Linked DNA regions of Sus scrofa: region 2 is linked to region 1. Evidence: chromatin contacts called from public Hi-C data. All regions are on one chromosome and are shown on one strand. Each heading gives the region's core, a stretch centred on a gene start, on an enhancer-like site or on the middle of the called end of the contact. The rest is flanking DNA. Distances are from core to core; before and after follow the strand shown. Region 1 holds the start of TMEM33 (transmembrane protein 33). Region 2 holds the start of SLC30A9 (solute carrier family 30 member 9).

Region 1 (5,544 bases), core at 2,215-4,714:
TGCCCTTGTAGCAACTGTTTTCTTAAGATCATTAAGTGAAAAAAAATCCTTAGGACAATTGTTTCATGTATATGCTCACTAACAAGGCCAAACGTACACGGGAAGCACAGGAAGTACATAAATAGAAAAATATCAGCTGACATTTAAAAAAAATAAAAGTATGGAGTCCTCCAGTAGCACAGCAGGTTAAGGATTCAGCGTTGTCCCTGCAGCAGCTTGGGTTACTGCTGTGGCTCAGGTTCGACCCCTGGGCCCCAGGAATTCCACATGCAGTGGGCATGGCCAAAAAAATTAATAAAAAGATGACTTAGGCAAGAAAAACCTGAACAGAAATCTAACTACAACTGTCTGTATTCCTTCAATGCTTGTAATCCTGGCTTCATCTACTTTAAAAGAACATTAAATAAGAACTAACTGCTCTCAAGAGAACCAGAATGTCTATTCTTAGAAAAATCTCAAATTCAAATAGAAGAGTCTCAGATCTGTGAAAAAGGCATCTCATAAAGCCAGTTTGGATGAAACCAATCTTACGAAAGAGAACAGTTATTCACTACCGAACTCATTAGCCCATGAAAAGATTTGCCACCATACACACAAGGGCCTGACACACTATAGGGGCCCAAAACATGGCCATCATTAGTGGCGCCTGCCTCTGATTTTATGACTTTCTTTATCCTCTTGCATCTCCTTGACAAGTCTTACCCTGGTTTCTGCGGCTCTGGATTAAACTTCCACATATCACTTTCTTTTCCGTTTTTTCCTCTATCTTTTCTTTTGCGGCATTTTGCCAGGGGATGTGTTCATCGCCACTAATGCAATAGCTTAGAATCTGTTTTCTCAAAGTGTATTTTATATTCAAATTCTAAAGTGGCCTTTACATTATTTTTTTTGGCCACGCTCAGGGTAGGTGGAAGTTTCTGGGCCAGCGATGGAGCCTATGCTACAGCAGTGACAATGCTGGATCTTTAACCCACTAAGCCACCAGGGAACGCCAACTCTGATATTTTTTGAGACTCTAATTGATTTTTGCATTAAGGCTCAATACAGACATGTGAGTATATGAACTAAACAAAAATTTCACTAAACAATACTTATGTCTACTATGTGTGGTGTATTTTGGTATTTTGTATTCTATTTAATGTTTTAGAAATACTATTTCCACTAAAAATTTCGAAACTCACTAATAGGGCTTAAAGTGGAATCTAAAACACTACTCAATCTAATTATCTTCTGAAACAAGACATAAACTTCTGGGAAAAAAATACAAGTATATTTTAAAATTCAAGGATTTTTTTTATTGCATGCTTTCTAACAGTGTGCAAGCAATTTCAGATAAATGCCTCCTCTGGTTTATTCTATCCAAACCTACTAAGCTGTGACTCCTCTAAATTTAAATGGTCACCAGTAGTCAAGGGGAAGGATTAATCCAGCTTACAGCACTCAGTTTCTTTACAAACATTCAGATTCTACATGATAGTCTGAAATTTAATTTTAGAACATTTTCTTTCAAACCTGTTGTTGGAGTTCTCTGGTGGCCTAGCAGTTAAGGGTCGGGTTGTTACTGCTGTGGTATGGGTTCAGTCCCTGGCCTGGGAACTTCTGCATGCCACCGGCACAGCCCAAAAAAAAGCAAAAACCAAACCCAAACCTATTTGTTTAGGGTGTTCATTTTGTGATAAATAATTGAGCTTTGCATTTCATCTTGTATACTTTTACGCGTGTGTATTTTACAACACAATTAAGAAAGGTTTTAAAAAAGGATACTGGTTTATATTTTAAGAGTGAACTGAATGACCATGTTATAAATAATTCAAGCAAAAAATATCAAAGGACCTTTGGGTGAAAAAATCGATTAAGGTGAAAAATTATTCACACAATCTCTGTCTTACCACAGAATATCTTTTATTTACAAAAGGAAAAAAGTTACCTTTACAATAGAAAGTCTAGTGGACACCACCTTAACCAAATGATCAAACTTAACATCTCCAATGAACATCAACATAAAATGCTTCCTGATAAATATATAATATATATACACAGTTCACTAAGAATGGAATATCACTTATGTAATATTATTACCAAAATACTTAACCTGAATCTAGTCATGGTGGTTGGGGGAGGGGGGGAATCAGACAACTCCAATTTGAGGAACATTCTTCAAAACAACAGGTCTGGACTCTTAAAAGACAAAAAATGGCAGGAGGGCAAGGGAACTGTTCCAGACTAAAAGGGACCAAAGGCCAGTAAATGTAATAATGCACTTTTTCCATCCAGTGTCGATAAGGAGGAAGCAGCTTTAAAGGACAACTTTGAAAGTTCGAATATGAATTGTATATTAGGTAATAACATGTATCAATGTTAGGAATTTCCCAAAATTAACTGCAAAAAATGCTGCGATAACTGCATTGTGATCACGTAGAATATTTAAGTCTCATGGGTTAATCATCATGATGTATATACATGGTTCAGCAAATGGTTCGGCAAAGTAAAGAAAAAAAGAAAAAGTGTGCATATAAAAAGAGGTTAGAAATGTTTAAAAAGAAAAAAGTGACTCGCTCAATTCACGTACAGTGTTTAACATTAGAGGGCAATTATGCTTCCGGTACAAACACGTAGTAAGCAGCAGATCTGCATTTTAAAAATAACATTTACAAAGCGTAACGATATTTTTCTTCGTAAAATGACAAATGGGGGGGAAGATCGCTCTCCCCCCTTTATGTAATTTCTATCTAAAGGCATAAAACAGGCAGAACGGTTCTCTGCCAGCACAGGTGTACAGAATGAAGCGTTTATCTTGATACCTCAGGCGGCATCTTCAACCTTGGGACCTAGGACAGAGACCGAGGGGTGGGAAGGGACAAGAAGGCCGAATTTCCACGGCGTACAGGTGCGCATACAGGTGTGGGCCACTGTTCAAGGCCGGCCTGTTGTCGCTTCCGAAAGAAACTTATAGCTCCCTCTAACATCTTCGCTCTCAATCAGCCTCTCACCACCCTCACCCCAAGCTCTAATCCCAACCTGAAAGCAATGAGCCTCTGGAACGCCGCGAACCCGACTTGCAACATTTCCTGCTCCTTTCTGACGCTAGCAAGTCAAACCAGACGACCCTGCCTGCTCACTTACCACCGCGCCCCCTTGGGGGCCATTCGGAGCTGTATCCGCCATGCGGGGCTCACACGCGCGCCTGGGACGCTGCAATCGGCAAGAGTAAAGAAAGAAGGAAGGTCAGCGCCTGGGCTACGACTCTGGGAGCCGGCTTCCCTGCCCCGTGCCAAAGCTCGCCGCTTCGGTGCAGCGGACAGTCCCGCAGGGCTCCCGCAGTGTCCGGGAAATACCTGTCCCGCACAGCCAAGCTCAAAAGCTGGGTTTCTAGAAAGAACGAATCGAAGGCGGAGCTTCGGAACAAGGCCCTACAAGACCGATCCAACGCACCCGGCTCCAAGTTAATTGCCGAACCCGGAAGTGCTCCCTTTACTTCCGTGGGGAAGATGCGGTGACGCAGAGAGGAAACCCGAAGGGGTGCCCTGAGGCATGACGGGAAGTGTAGTTTTTCTGGTTTCGGCTCGGCTTCCCTCATCGTGCACGCCCATTGATTGGCTCTGTAAGCTAAGAAGCAAGGTTGGCGACACAACTTTTCTCTCATCGTCAGCTCACAGGTTGTTCTTCCTGCCCATGGCCAAACCACATAGTCTCTCTGCTTCCTAATATAGATGCCTTATAGGTGTTTAATTTGCTGTTTTCTTCCAGGGGCTCGCGAGGCCCTGTGGTCTGCTTCTAAGGTTGATTCTTTCAATGAGCAATTCTTGAGACCTACTATGTGACAGGCTCCATACTTGGCAGGGAAGATAAAAAGATGATTATGAGACTGCCGCAGAGATACGTAAACTGAAATTACAGCACAGTACTTGTGTAATATGCACAGAGCCCGAGTTAATCACAGGGAGCACATAGAGAAGACCTGAATCTGACAGGTCCCGGAAGGGTTCCTGGAAAATCGAATTCTGGCCCTAAGTTTTGAAGGACAAAGAAAAGTTGGCTAGGTTGGGGAGGAGATTCCAGACAGCAGCAGAAAGTGCTGGAAACAAAAGGGCCACAATGAAGGTGCCTGTGTGTGTGTGTGTGTGTGTGTGTGTGTGTACATGCACACGCAAGATTTGAGCTAGAGAGGCTAAACATTCTCTAAAGAATTTTTTTTTCTTTTTCTTTTTAGGGCCACACCTGTCACATATGGAAGTTCCCAGGCTAGGAGTTGAATTGGAGCCGAAGCACTGGTCTCCACCACAGCTGGATCCTAGCCAGGTCTGTGACCAACACCACATGTCACAGCAACGAGGGATTCTTAATCCACCGAGCAAGGCCAGGGATCCAAGCCGACTCCTCATGGATACTAGTTGGGCTTATTACTGCTGAGCCACAATGGGAACGCCCTCTCTAAAGAAATTGTTGACAGAATATTTACTCTAAATCTAATCCAGCCCATCTAGACCTAATTTACCATTTATAAAAATGTGAGGAGACAGAGTACCACGTCAAACAACATCATGAGACAAAAATCAAAATGCAGTATCTTCTACAAAATAATTGGCCTGGACCCTTCAAGAAGTATCATTTTAAAGTGTGGGAGAATTATTTCAAATTAAAAGCATGTACAAAGTCATAGCAGCCAAGTACATGGTTTGATTGTCTAGATTCTAGGTTGGGAAATAGCAATAAAAGAAATTTGGGGATAATTATAGACATTTGATTATGGGATGATATTAGAGGATATGTAGTTATTGTTAATTTTTTTTGAGGGGTATATGACTTAGAGGCAAAGTTTCAGGATGTGACATATTCAAAAGTTTCAGCAAATTAAAATCTAGGTAAAAGAATGGACAGATCAAACAAAAGCAAATGTGGAGAGATATTAATAATTGTTAAGTCAAGATGGAAAAGATAAGTATTCATTCTGTTATTCTCTGATTTCATCTCTGTGTTCAAATTTTCCATATTAAAATTTTTTAGAAGAGAATAGAATTTTGTAGTAGCAATATAATGCTTTCTGAGGTTTTTTAATTTTTTAAAGAATAGTTGATTTACAGTGTTCTGTCAATTTCTGCTGTATAGCAAAGTGATTTAGTCATATGTATATGTACATTCTTTTTCTCATATTATGTTCTATCATGTTCTATCACAAGTGATTGAATTATAGTTTCCTGTGCTATACAGCAGGTCTTCATTGCTCATCCATTCTAAATGTAATTGTTTGCATCTACAACCCCAAACTCCCAGTCCAAAAAAAAAAAGCAGGAGTTCCTGTCATGGCTCAGTGGTTAACAAACCTGACTAGTATCCATGAGGACCCAGGTTTGATCCCAGGCCTTGCTCAGTGGGTTAAGGATCTTGGTGTTGCCGAGAGCTGTGGTGTAGGTCACAGACGCGGCTCAGATCCTGTGTTGCTGGGGCTATGGTGTAGGCCCATATCCATAGCTCTGACTTGACCTTGTCTGGGCCCTAAAAAGAAAAAAAAAAAACCCTCCCAGTCCATCCCAGTTCCTCCCCTTC
Region 2 (5,544 bases), core at 2,081-4,580, 46 kb before region 1:
AACTTTTAAATCATATAAAGTCAAATAAAACATTCATATTATTCAGCTACTCTGAAAGGTCTCTGGCATATAAAAGAAACTCTTGATTTTGTATGCTGGTTGCTTGCTAAAAAAATGTTGGCATAATGTACTTTTCATAATAAAAACTTCTGAGGGGGTAAGATCAGGAAGGCTTCCTACCCCAAATTACCCTGCCTTCCTCCTGCTAGCTAGAGATTTAGTCCTCTTTCATTTCATAATCAATAAGTGAATTATATTAATCAGTTATTCATACTGTCACTGATTTCTTAAAATCAGATAATTAGATCAACATTTGGTGAGATTCCTCAGTACATGGGAATTCTAATTGAGGGAAGAATAGAAGACTATTTACAAAGCACTTCAGCTGCTGCATCGGGTTGGCTGTGGGCTGTGGAGGGCTGAAACATAGAAGGCAAATATATGCTACATTTGCATCAAAGTGGTAGAAAAATAAATCTATTTGTCTCTGCTTTCATGTGAGCCTTTATTTGTTTATTTATTTATTCATTCATTCATTTATTTTTCTGACCACGCCCACAGCACTTGGAGGTTTCCAGGCTAGGGGTCAGACAGGAGCTGTAACTGCTGGCCTATGCCACAACCACAGCAACATGGGATCTGAGTCACATCAGCAACCTACATACACCACAGCTCACCACAACGCCAGATCCTTAACCCACTGAGCAAGGCCAGAGATCAAACCCACGTTCTCCTGGATACTAGTCGGATTCATTAACCACTGAGCCACGACGGGAATTCCTATTTATTTATTTATTTAGTCTGTGCCCATAGCATGTGGAAGTTCCCAGGACAGGGACTGAACCCGGGCCAAAACTGCAACCCAAGCCTCTGCAGTGACAATGTTGGATTCTTAATCTGCTGGGTCACATGAGAACTTCCACCCCTCTGTTTTTCACTCTTTTAAGCTTTTAAAATTTAAAAACTCTGTCTAAATATAATTTATATATTTTCTAAAGGTTTAGGTGAAATGATGACATTATATCATTAGAGATAGTCAAGTTTCTCCAAGAATGGAAGGTTAAGCATTTAAGAGTTGAATTTTTTCTTTATTTTATTGGCACACGGAAGTTTCAGGCTAGAGGTCGAATTGGAGCTGCAGCTGCCCGCCTATACCACAGCCACATTGGATCTGAGATGCACCTGTGACCTACACTGAAGCTTGTGGCAATGCCTCCACTAAACAAGGCCAGGGATCAAACCTGCATCCCTATGGATACTTGTCAGATTCTTTTCCACTGACCCACAACGGGAGCTCCCCTTTTTGCTTTTAAATGTTTTCAGTTTGACCTACAGGCATGTATCATTTTTAAGTATGCAAATAGAGCAATTGTTTCCTTCAAAGTTTCCTCCTCTACCTTACAAGTTTTTCCCATCCATACAGAAACTTTAGAAGTATGTAAGTTACTTAACAAAGAAAAACACCTGTTTTTAGAATTTTTCCTCCAAAGTTCTTCAAATATTTGCTTCTTACATGCATCCAACTTAATTAGTACTTTTTTCTAAATAATTATTGTTTTACCATAATTGTAGTTGCCCTTTAAAAACCATTTCAGCATTATTGAAACTAAATTTTCACAAACAAGGTTGCTTTAAAAATCTATTCAGTGTTTTTAAGCCTGAAAACACATTTCAATTTTTCAATAATAAACACTGCAAACAACTTTGCAATTCTTCTGACTGATGAGATAGGTTTTTATTTTCTGCAGTTTAAGGAGGATGCAAAAAGGGCACATAATTTTTGACATGGCAGCCACAGACAGTAACAGATTACAAATTACACTATTTCAACTTTTAACCAACACTTAAAGGGCGGTTTAGATTAAACTCAACAGCCACTCTACCTAATTTTAAGTGTAAAAAGCCAAAACTGCTTGATCAGTAGAAGCGATTATGCTAGAAAGTCTAATTGGGGATTTTGGAGTACAGTATAATCATATAATTCATTTCATTCACAAGAGAATCAGCTATATTTCCAATACAGGAAAACTCAACAGTTAAATCACTACCCAAAAGCCCCAAGAACAGTGCTGTTAAAATTAAACCTTCTGAGATTTTAAGAGCCAGTTTTTACATTCACTGTAAAAATAAGATAGGAATATGATCCTATGTTATCATAGCATAGGCATTATTATACTTTATTTTACTTATAAACTTGAATGACTAGAACTTCCAACTTCTACTGCAAAGTCACGAAACATGCTACCAGTTTTTTCAAACAAATTTTTGCGAAATGTTTCTGTAAATACTCTTCATCCCCAGGAATCTGGAAGATTCTATTAGGAGTAGAAATAGTTCTCGCTCTTCCTCATTGCTCCTATTGTTTAGCAAGTATCAAACAATCTATGGTATGGCAATTACGGCAAAAACGGATGTAAGCCTATTTAAAACCTGCAAGTTCAATGTTATTTCGGAAATTATTGGACAATTAAAATTTGAGTCAGAAAAAAAAAAGTCGAAAGAGAAGGATAAAAACTCTTGACAACCACTTTTGTTCTAGCATACGGCTCCAGCACACACGTTTTCACCAAAAATATTGTTCAACCTAACTACACTCATTCAGTAACTGTGGAATGGTCATGCCCTCATATTTAGGAATGATTCGTAAATGAGCAACCCCCAACTCCCTCCTTAGAAAATTTAATAAAACGAGTTGAGAGTACAAGAACATGAGCAGGGTAAGAATATCTGCTCAGCCAAAAGTGATCAATGAAGCTAAGGCAATGAGCTCCAAAGACTCGAACTTTGTGGAGTCAGCAATTTCCCGCTGCCTGGAGGAAGAGGCGGGGCGGTCACCGCCGGACGGTGAGATGCTCACGTAACTTATTTGCAACAAACTGGTGGGTGTCATGGATTTCTCCTGGCTCGCGAATTGCCCCCCAAGATTCTGCGGGGGCAATGCCAAGACCATAGGTGACATCAGGATCGAGGCCTGTAGGGGTCCCTGCTGGTTGGGCCTGAAAGTAAGGTGCCGGGGTGGGAGGTAGGGCAAGGCAGCGACCGGCCGGAGGCGAGGAGCCCAACGCCCAGTGGCCCAGCGTGGAGCTCGGCCTTGTCCTCCAGGCTGGCTTCCGCGGAGTCAGCGGCCGGCGCGGCACACTCACCCTGGCGGTCGCTGGAGCCGCGGGCCGCCGCCCTGCAGCGCAGACGGAGCCGGCACAGGGAGGACCAGCTGCATCTGTGGGCCGCAGCGGCGGCGGCCAAGCCCGGTAACATCCTGGCGGGGCGAAGGCCCCCAGTTGGACACCACCTTCTGCCTCCGCGCCGCCACCAACACCAACTGACTCCATAGACTGGACACTAGCTAATATCAACGCCTGCGCCGCCGCAGGCGGCCTCCACGAACCCGGAAATGGTAATATTATTAGGCGACCGGCCGCGGAGACAGCGGAAGTGACGTGCATGCGGCGCGCGAACCCTGAAAAGTTGCTGGGTGGAGCTGGATCAGCTGGGGAAGGCGTGGCTGTGCAGGAAGTTTGGCATCGGTTTTCTCCTCCGCGACTAAGCTGTAGTTTTGGTCCTTGCCTGGAGATCTATAGGTAAATTGTTTGCTTCCTAGCAGCCAGGAAGTCCTTGGCGCAGTGTGTTTGGCATCGGTTTTCTCCTCCGCGCCTGTAGTTTTGGTCCTTGCCTGGAGATCTATAGGTAAATTGTTTGCTTCCTAGCAGCCAGGAAATCCTTGGCGCAGTGTCAGCCTTTGGAGGATCTGCCTACTTTTCTTTTCTCTGGGCTCTAGATCCTAGGTCGTTATGTTGGAAATGAGGGAGGTTAAGGTTAGGTGAGAAGGAAGGACAGTGGCCTTCTGAGCCCCTCTCTTTGGATCCTTCTTGGAGAAGCCAGAGCTTAAGGTGTCCTCAGCAGTCTGTGAACCTGTACCACAGTACATTGCAACACCGTTGTTTAGCCAGTAATGTGAAGGCAAATACCCTTAGAGTCATTTATTTGCCCTACTAACCATTGAACCTCAGATTCCTGTCTGTAATAGTGAAATAAGACTTAGGCTTTCATGGTTTTTTGGGGTAAAGGAGATGTGCAGACGTGTAAATAACAGTCAGTGTGGTCTCAGGGAGAGAGAGACCAGGACAGTATTCACCAAGCATTAACTGTTGTTTCTCTGATGTGTTCATTCAGGTGTCAGCTCAAACTGGAGAGACACCAAGCAGGGCCCTGTGGGGCCCCTGGGCATAAGGCTTTCTGTGTCCCCCATTTCTTGTTTTTGGGACTAAGCTTCAGTTTTCATGACCTTCCTTGAGTTCCAAAGGGCAGGTTCAAACAGTTGCTAATCTGGGACTAGGGAGGAACAGTCAAGAAACTATAGTGCAAGAGTTCCTGTGGTGGCTCAGCAGTAATGAACCTGACTAGTATCCGTGAGGACACATGTTTGATCCCTGGCCTCACTCAGTGAGTTAAGGATCCAGCATTGCCATGAGGTGTGGTATAATCCACAGACGCAGCTTGGATCTGGCATTGAGCTGTGACTGTGGCATAGGCCGGCAGCTACAGTTCCGAGTAACAATATTTTTGAGTTCTGCAGAACCATAACCCCCAACAGATGGAAACCAAAGAGGAAGAACTCCCCCCCTCTCCGCCCAAACCCAGTCCTGGGGCCATTGAACACCAAATTCAGAGAAGAATTTAGCTTGCCATCTACCCTGATCCTTATCTGTGGCCCTGTTTTCTTCTCCCAAACTATAAAACCACTTCCTAATCTCTCCGAAGGGAGGGCACAGTCTTTAGGAGGCCTGCTGTGGCCTCTTTTGCCCGGCAAAGCTATAAAGCTGTTTTTTTCTCCTTCACTCAAAACTCTGTCTGTGAATTTCTATTCAGCACCAGTGGACAGAGTTTTGGCAACAAGAGGGCTGCCTTGACCACTCTAGCCATTGTAGGGAAGCAAAATTTGGCACCCTAGAATGGGTTTCTTTGGCACAAGAATTAATTTAGACTGGTTTTTAAGTACCAAAAGACTCATCAGCTTTGACCTTTCTCCTAACTACCTAATAGAATGTAGATTGAGGGCCTCTTCCTAGAAGGGAGTTATCACCATAGATAAGCATATTAAGAACTAGGTGAGCATCCCTGCAAAGTCTTTGTTAAAATTCCTCCTGGTCCTATTGTCTCTGCAGGCCCAGCAAACATTTGTTTCCTGAATATTCTCTTTTTTTTGTCTCCTTGTCAGTTGCCTTCCTCCCCTTTAAAGTCTCAGGCTACTACCCCCAACGTTGTCTTTTGTCTTTAGCTGAAGTCGGTATTCCAGGTGAGAGTTTCTGGACATTTTAGAGAATTGCTCAGTTTTCTTGGGTCTCACCCAAGAAATAATATACACATTATTAAACTTTTGTTTGATTATCTCTGTTAATCTTTTCATGTTGATTTAATTCTTAGACCTGCCGGGAGGACTTGAAACTGAAACACCTCTGACTTGAACCCAGCCTAAACCCAGATCAGGACTCAAACCCATGGTTTTTTAATTAGAATCACTTACGAGGTGTTTGGACTTAGTGAGGC

Evidence for each region. Hi-C and Micro-C count contacts between places; a contact is called where the count stands out from the background.
Region 2: a Hi-C map of liver shows a contact between it and region 1, with 6 times the contacts expected there. The contact joins the promoter of SLC30A9 here to the promoter of TMEM33 in region 1. A contact is called at or near these places in 1 of 5 promoter capture datasets (liver), 5 of 47 Hi-C or Micro-C datasets (heart right ventricle, liver and skeletal muscle) and 2 of 2 datasets of contacts at active chromatin or transcription factors (alveolar macrophages and skeletal muscle).

What each region holds. Positions count from the first base shown.
Region 1 is chr8:33,010,489-33,016,032 of Sscrofa11.1, reverse strand. It overlaps TMEM33 (transmembrane protein 33), which reads right to left and starts at 3,464. Exons shown (of 8, transcript NM_001244343.1): 1 at 3,433-3,464; 2 at 3,124-3,192. The coding sequence starts at 3,165.
Region 2 is chr8:33,056,452-33,061,995 of Sscrofa11.1, reverse strand. SLC30A9 (solute carrier family 30 member 9) reads right to left here and starts at 3,330. Exons shown (of 18, transcript NM_001137632.1): 1 at 3,144-3,330. The coding sequence starts at 3,255.